Linked DNA regions of Delphinus delphis: region 2 is linked to region 1. A link is a contact called in public Hi-C data. All regions are on one chromosome and are shown on one strand. The core of a region is the stretch at or near the end of the contact, and the rest is flanking DNA. Distances in the headings are between cores, read along the strand shown.

Region 1 (3,573 bases), core at 301-2,800:
ACACAGGTGCATGCTCTTAAATGCCCAAACACACTCATGCAACTTCACATATCCCCATGATGCATGGTCACATACATTATCACACCAACAGATGCACGAATGCACACACTCGCGAATACACACCTCACACACATACACAGAACCACAACACGCACAGACGCTTACAAGGCTGATACACACTCAAACAAGCACACAGGTACAGAAAGACCCACCTCTGCACAGACACTCCCAGGTGCTCACTCATAACAGACGTGCTCGCACAACTGCCCTGTGAGGGATTTACACACTTACAAATACAAAATATTGAACCACAGTGGCACAGTCAACAGATAAGCAGAGAACCCCACTCACACACAGTCATGGACACACATGCCTCCCAGACCTGAGGCACCCCCGCCCCACCTACTGCCCAGGCCAAAGAAATCCTAACATCCCTCCCTCCCAGCACAACCCCTCCCCAGCCAGGTCAGAGTTCAGCAGGTCGAATCTCAGAGGGTTGAGGGCCTGAGTCGTAGAGCATTGGTCCAAGGCAATCCTCCCACCAGCAGCCCAAAGGTCCCTCAGCCTGGCTATCTGGATGCAGGCAACTCCGGCCCCATCTGCGGAGATCTGGCCGGTGAGGGAGTGGGGTGGGATGGGTGTGGGAAAGGGCCGGGTCTGCATCCCTCCCCTAGGGCCCATCTGTCCATCCCTCGGCCTCTCATCCCTCCATCTGTCCACCTACCGGCTGCCCATCCCCCCCCACCCAGCCACCAGGAAGGGGAAGACATGGCCGTCTCCCCCAAGGACCGCCGAGGACCACCACCCCCCCGGAGTTGACATGGACCGAGGAAGCGGCAAACTCCCCTCCCCCAAACCCACACAGAGGCCTGGTCCCACGAGGCGCTGAGCCCCAGCCCCCCGCCGGGAACCTGACATGGACGCAAAGACACACACCCTCGGAGACATACAACCCGCAGACACACACACACACGCACAAACGGACACCCAAGCGGGCACACCCGGTTACACAGATCCTGGGATGGACATCCAACCCGGACACAAACACCCAACGCAGCTAGCCGCGCGAAGACACTAGCTGCGGGGGGGTAGGGTGGGGGACCCACACCTGGGCACACAACCCACGCACACACACCTGCACACAGCCCCTCCGATGGGCGCGCGACAGCCCCCCAGACACACAGCAGGAGGGGCAGCCACCCGGGGGGACACACACGCACGGCAGGACACAGCACCTCGGCTCGACACCCGGCACACACCCGGATGGCCACACAAGCAGGGCGCCGCACACGCCGGCGCCGGGCACACAGAGGGCCGCGCGAGCGCACGCCGGGCCCGCCGCAGCGCCGCGGACACACACTCACACGCTCGCACGCTCACACCGGCGCTCACACCGGCGCCCCCGCCCGCCGCCTCCCTGGCCGCTGCGGGCCGCGCTCACCCAGTCAAGGGGGGGCCCCGGGCCCGGCCCCGCCGCCGCTGCCTCGCTCCGCGCCATGGTGGGGGGAGGGCCGGGGGAGGGGGCGCGGTGCCGCGGGGCCGCCTCCCTCCCGCCTCCCGCCCTCCCTCCCGAGCCGCCGCCGAGCTCCGCCCTCCGCACCGCCCGCCGCCGGAGCCCCGCCGCCGCCACCACCGCAAGCGGGGAGGGGACGCCGACCGGAGGGGCCGGGCGGGGCGGCTACACGCCCCCGCCCCCCGCCCCTGGGCCAGCTGCAGACCCCTCTCCCCTGCGGAGCTGCCGGCCCGCCCCCAACCCCTCCCCAGCCCCACCTCCAGCCCTGCCGGCTTCCCGGGAGACCACCAGACCACGCCCCGACTGGCATGGGGAACCCTTGAAGCCCCAGTGGAGACCTCGGATCGTGTCCCAATGCCCAGGGGGACTCCAGATCATGCCTTACCTCCTTTGAGAACCCAGACCACGTTCCTCAGCCACCCAGGACCACAAATCATGTCCTGCTCTCCTTGGTGACCTCAGACTCTGCCCCAAACCCATCAGGGACCTTAGTCTGTACCCCCAAATCTAAGGGGACCCCAGACCACATCCCAGCATCCAAGGGGATCCACAGCACCCCCATCAGGGACCGTAAGTCATACCCCAACATTCAGGTGGACCCCAGACCACACCCCATCACTCAGGGCCCCCAGATCACACCCCAACATCCAGAGAGGATTCAGACTATATGTCAACATCCAGGGAGACCCCAGATCGCGCCTTACTCCCTTTGGGGACCGAAACCATGTTCTACAGCCACTCAGGACCACAAACCATATCCCACTCCTTCCTGGGGACCCTCTATGTCCTTCTAACCTCTCGACCTCAAACCATTCCCTGCCCCCCAATAGGAACTCCAGACCACATCTAACATCTAGGAGGCCCAAATATGTCTCTTACCCACATGGGAGACCCTAAACGTTCCTGATTACCCCCATTAGATCCCAGACCGTCCTCCCCTCCAAGGCACCCCTTGGTTTACAGAATGCCCAATTTGCCCCAGATTCTTGATCTTCCTCCCCACCGGTGCTGCCCTCCTGAGGACCCAGCCTCCTCCCCATTCCTATTCTCTCTCTTGAACCCTGAAGACCTTTCCCCCTCCCTGTGACTTCTGTGGAGTCCAGAATGCCTTGTTCCTTCCTTGTTCAGACCCCTTTGCCCAACTCCTATCAAATAGCTGACCCCCAGCCCTTCTCCCACTGAGTATCTCAGGCCACTTTCCACCTCTTTTTGAGATATTCACTGGCCCCTAAACCCAGCAAGTCCTCCCCTCAAAATCTGTCTTATTGCAATTCCCCAGCTTCCTGGTGGTGCAAATCCCTCCCATTTTGAATCCCATTTGGATTCCAAGGTCTTCCCCTAAACCCCTTCCCTAAATTCTTCCCAGCCACATCATCACATGGAGCTTGCCCTGCCCCCCAGATCAAGGGCATCTCTGCAGAACTTCCCTCTAGTGAAGCTCCAGTGAACCACTCACAACCATTAGATGCCCCTGGGGACACTCACAATCCCACCTCCCACCCCCTAGTCTTTAGATTTCACCATCACCATCACCATTACCACCACCACCCAGGCACCATCCCCACCTCTCACCCTGGTATTTGGTGCTCCCTGCCAGGATGTGGAGGACCAGGGCTGGGAGGACAGATGTGGGAGAATAATAACAGCAACAGCAAAAGTGGACACGTGTCAAACACTACTATGTACCAGGAGTGGATCTAAGGGCTTCACATATATGACTCCATTCACTCTTCACAGCAGCCAGATGAGGAAGTCGCATTATTATCCCCATTTTACAGATGAAGAAAATTGAGCCACAGAGAGGTTTAGTCACTTGCCTAAGGTCACACAGATGGTAAATGTCAGAACAAGGTGGAGGCGAAGGGGAAAGAGGGTGAGGGCAGGCCTGGGATGGACGGGAGTGGAAGGGGGCAGGGTGGTGAGAAGTTAATAATAAGAGAGACAAAGGTATACAGAGATGGAGAAACAAAGAGCCTGAGCCCAGGCAAAGACAGCCTCACTCACAGAGCATATCTGGCCCTGTGAGCTCTGGCCCCTGCCCACCTCTTGACATCATCCCT
Region 2 (3,754 bases), core at 520-3,019, 160 kb before region 1:
TTCAGACAAATTAGCATTCATTGATAGAATGGCATCTTATGCAGCCATTAAAACAAATGTTCTTGAAGAATATTTAATGACCTGGAAAGTTACTGGTGATATTTATAGTCTTGTTTTAAAAAGATACAAAATTCTTTATAAATGTGTTTCCAATTCTGTTTTAAAAGGTAGGTAGGGGGCTTCCCTGGTGGCGCAGTGCTTAAGAATCCACCTGCCAATGCAGGGGACACAGGTTCGAGCACTGGTCCAGGAAGATACCACATGCCGCGGAGCAGCTAGGCCCAGGCGCCACAACTGCTGAGCCTGTGCTCTAGAGCCTGCAAGCCACAACTACTGAAGCCCACGCGCCTAGAGTCCGTGCTCTGCAACAACAGAAGCCACGGCAATGAGAAGCCCGCACACCGCAACGAAGAGTAGCCCCTGCTCGCCGCAACTAGAGAAAGCCTGAGCGCAGCAACGAAGACACAACACAGCCAAAATTAAAAATAAATAAAATAAATTTATTTTAAAAATAAATAAAAGGTAAATGCACAGAAAAAAAGACATTATGCAATCACTTATTCATTGCTTCTTCAGGTATTAATTAAATGCCTACTATGTGCTAGACACTGTGCTGGGGCAAGGGAGATGCACTAAATATTTAAAAGTACCTCTGCGGAGGTGGATTTACAACTTATCCAACCATCCATTCAACAAATGGGCAAGTACAGTGAACAAAACAGACAAAAATCAATGCTCTCATGGTGCTGACACGACAGCAGCAGAGAGAGCCAAAAAACAGTAACTATGATTATCTAATCATCTAGTATGTTAGAGGATGATTTGAGCAACAGAAAATAAGAAAAAGCAGACAAGGTAAGGGCTTTAGTAGCATGTGAGAGGGATGTTTGCTGCATTAGTCAGCATGGGCAGGAACAGTCCCACTGATAAGATGACATTTGAGTAAAACCCTGAAGGACAGAAAGGAGGTAGCCATGACGATACCTGGGGAAAGAGTCTATTCCAGACAGAAGGAAAATGCAATGCAATGACCTTGAAGTGGGAGAGCACCTGATTTTTTTTTTTTTTTTTTTTTTGGAAGAGCAAAGTGGCTGGAGCTCAATGAGTGCAATCACAGAAAAAGATGTCCGAGTTTAGATTACGGGGTTTTTTTTTCAAAAAAATTTTTTACAAATAAATACTATAAACAAAAACACACAAAAAAACCTTATAAAAAGATTAAATCAAACTGTGCCTTGATTCCGGGCCAAGTTCCCGGACTCAGACAGACTGCCAGACGTCGTCCAAAACTCATTATTTACTTCCTGTGATCCCGAACCAGCTCGTTCGCCCCTCTAAACCTCAGTTTTATCTGTAAAATGGGTATTAACATACAATACGTCTGTTGTGAGTATTCAGCGAGAAATTTCACTTGGCGGGGTGTCTGACACATAGTAAATGCTTACGAACTGTTTCTGGCCATTATTACCATTACTGCCTTCCACCCACTAACTCCTTTTGAGGGAAGATGGGAAGTTCTGTTACCAGAGGATAGCCATTTTCCCCTTTAAGAATCCAAGTGGGCTGGGAGCCAGCCTCTCCGCACCCTTTCCAAATTTTCCAATCCCTGCTTGGCATTTTCCGCCTGAAGGTCTCCGATTGGACTATCAGCACCAATCAGAGGCTGGAGCGGCGCTGCCCGGAGCCCAGCTCCGCCCCTGAGCGGGCCCTGCCCCCGGCCCAGTCAGCCCCGTTGCTATGGGGACTGGTGGACGGCGAGGGGGGAAAGCCCCGGATGTTCGTTGGGGATTCAACATGGCGGCGGCAGTGGCCGTGGTGGCGGCGGCGCAAGAGAGCTGAGGGCGGCGTGAGGGAGCCGATTTCCGGGCCGAGCAGCTAGGCCGCGAGCGACTGCGGTGCCGAGCCGGTAGGATAAGTGGTCTGGCCACGGGATTGGGGTGCGCCGGGCGGTTGTAGAGCGTTTAGGCGAGTAGGGGGCGGGGCCGCTGGGGTCAAAGTTCACTTGTGGAGGGAAGGGTCGCGTCCGGGGGGGTCGTGGGTCTACGCTGAGCGGGAGGGAGGGAGGTGTATAGGAGGTCAGAGGTCAAACTAACGAAGGGGGCGTGGCGAAGGGGGGCGCAAAATTCGAAATTTGAAGTGGGAGTTCGTTGGAGGGGCACGGGGTGAATGTCAAAAAAGGGGGTCAAATTAATAATTTGATGGGAGGATGTGCCTACGAGGGTCAGAGGTCACAACCGTGGGGGCGGCGGTTGGAGTTAAGGCAGCAGCCAGTGGAGCAAATGCAGGAGACTTAGGTTGGGGGGCATCTTTATGAGATCAAAGGTGGGGCGTGACCAAAGCGAGCAAAAATCAGAATCTGATGGCCCGACAGATGATGTTCCCAAGGGTCGAAAGTTAAAACCCAAGTGGGACATATTGCTGGAGAGGAGGGGTAGGACATTCAAGAAAGAAATCAAAGGTGCTTTCTGGTGGGGGAGAAGGAAGCCCCCCTCCCGCAGATAATGAAAAGAATTCCAAGCACTCATAAAGCACTATGTGTCAGACCCTGTTCTAAACTCTTTACACGTATTTAATCCTGACCACAACCTTATGGGCTTGGTGCTATTATTAAGAGGCCAAGTGATTTGCCCAGGGCCACCTCATGAGTACGTTTTGCAGCTGAGATTGGAACTCTGGAGTTCTGGGCCCAGAGTTCTATGCTCTGCTGCCTCTCAAATACTCATAATGTTAGTTAATACTTAATGAGGGCTGACACTGTGCTCAGCGCCTGGTCTTATTGTACTACAATCTAGATACACCCACTTTACAGCCACAAAAAGTGAGGCTCAAAGAGCTTCTGGTAAGTGATGGAGGCAGATTCCAGGCTGGATCTGAATGATTCCAGAGCTCCTGCCCCTGGTCGCCACACTGTAGATTGCCAGAGGTCTGTTCGTGGAAGCAGGGGGCTGGGCAAGGCTGGGCCGCTCCCTGGGCAGGAACAGATTGTCTGTTTGGCCTCGGTGGAAGGGTGTGATCTGGGAGGAGAGGGTCCCCTGGGCCGATGGGATGGGGTGTTTGTGGGTGGCCCGGAGTCCAAGTGAGTCTGGCAGGCTCCTGTCTGGGGAGGGTGTTGTTGGGTGGTACCCTGTACAAAGTTGGGTGTTCTTTGTCCTTAAAACCCCAACCTCTCCTCACGATCTTCAGTCACTGCCACCTCTTTTCCTCCTGCTCTCTCGCGTCCCTCCCCGAGGTCCAACCACACTGGCCTGTTTGCTGTTCTTCAACTCTGTAGGCTTATGCCTGCCTCCAGGTCTTTGACCTTCGTGTTCCCTCTGCTTGGAATCCCTTCCCCACTTTGCACCCTCTCACTCACGAGCCACTCACTCACAGCCTGACCAGGACCACCCTGCCCCCAGACACTGTTTTGTGGTATTTTGGCCGTGCTGTGTGGCATGTGGGATGGTTCCCGGACCAGGGATCGAACCCAGACCTCTGCAGTGAAAGCACTGAATCCTAACCACTAGGCCACCAGGGAACTCCCAACCGCCCTCCACACACACTCTTTATCTCACTATTGTTCTCTCCCAGCCCTTCACTCGGTCTTTAACTTATTTATCAACACGCAGTTTCTTGTCTGCCTCCCACTAGAATGTGGGCCCCTCACGGGCAGGAATTTCTCCATGTTGTTCTTTCCCTGAATCCCCACTTGAATCACTGCCTGGTCCATGGAGGGTGCTGGGTTGGTGGTGGTTGAATGTCGGGCGTGGTGCTGGGT

Evidence for each region. Hi-C and Micro-C count contacts between places; a contact is called where the count stands out from the background.
Region 2: a contact with region 1 is called in a Hi-C map of muscle, with 5 times the contacts expected there. The contact joins the promoter of PAK4 here to the promoter of LRFN1 in region 1. A contact is called at or near these places in 3 of 3 Hi-C or Micro-C datasets (lung and muscle).

The regions. Positions count from the first base shown.
Region 1 is chr20:13,106,465-13,110,037 of mDelDel1.2, reverse strand. It overlaps LRFN1 (leucine rich repeat and fibronectin type III domain containing 1), which reads right to left and starts at 1,550. Exons shown (of 5, transcript XM_060000615.1): 1 at 1,442-1,550.
Region 2 is chr20:13,270,374-13,274,127 of mDelDel1.2, reverse strand. PAK4 (p21 (RAC1) activated kinase 4) reads left to right here and starts at 1,769. Exons shown (of 9, transcript XM_059999053.1): 1 at 1,769-1,906.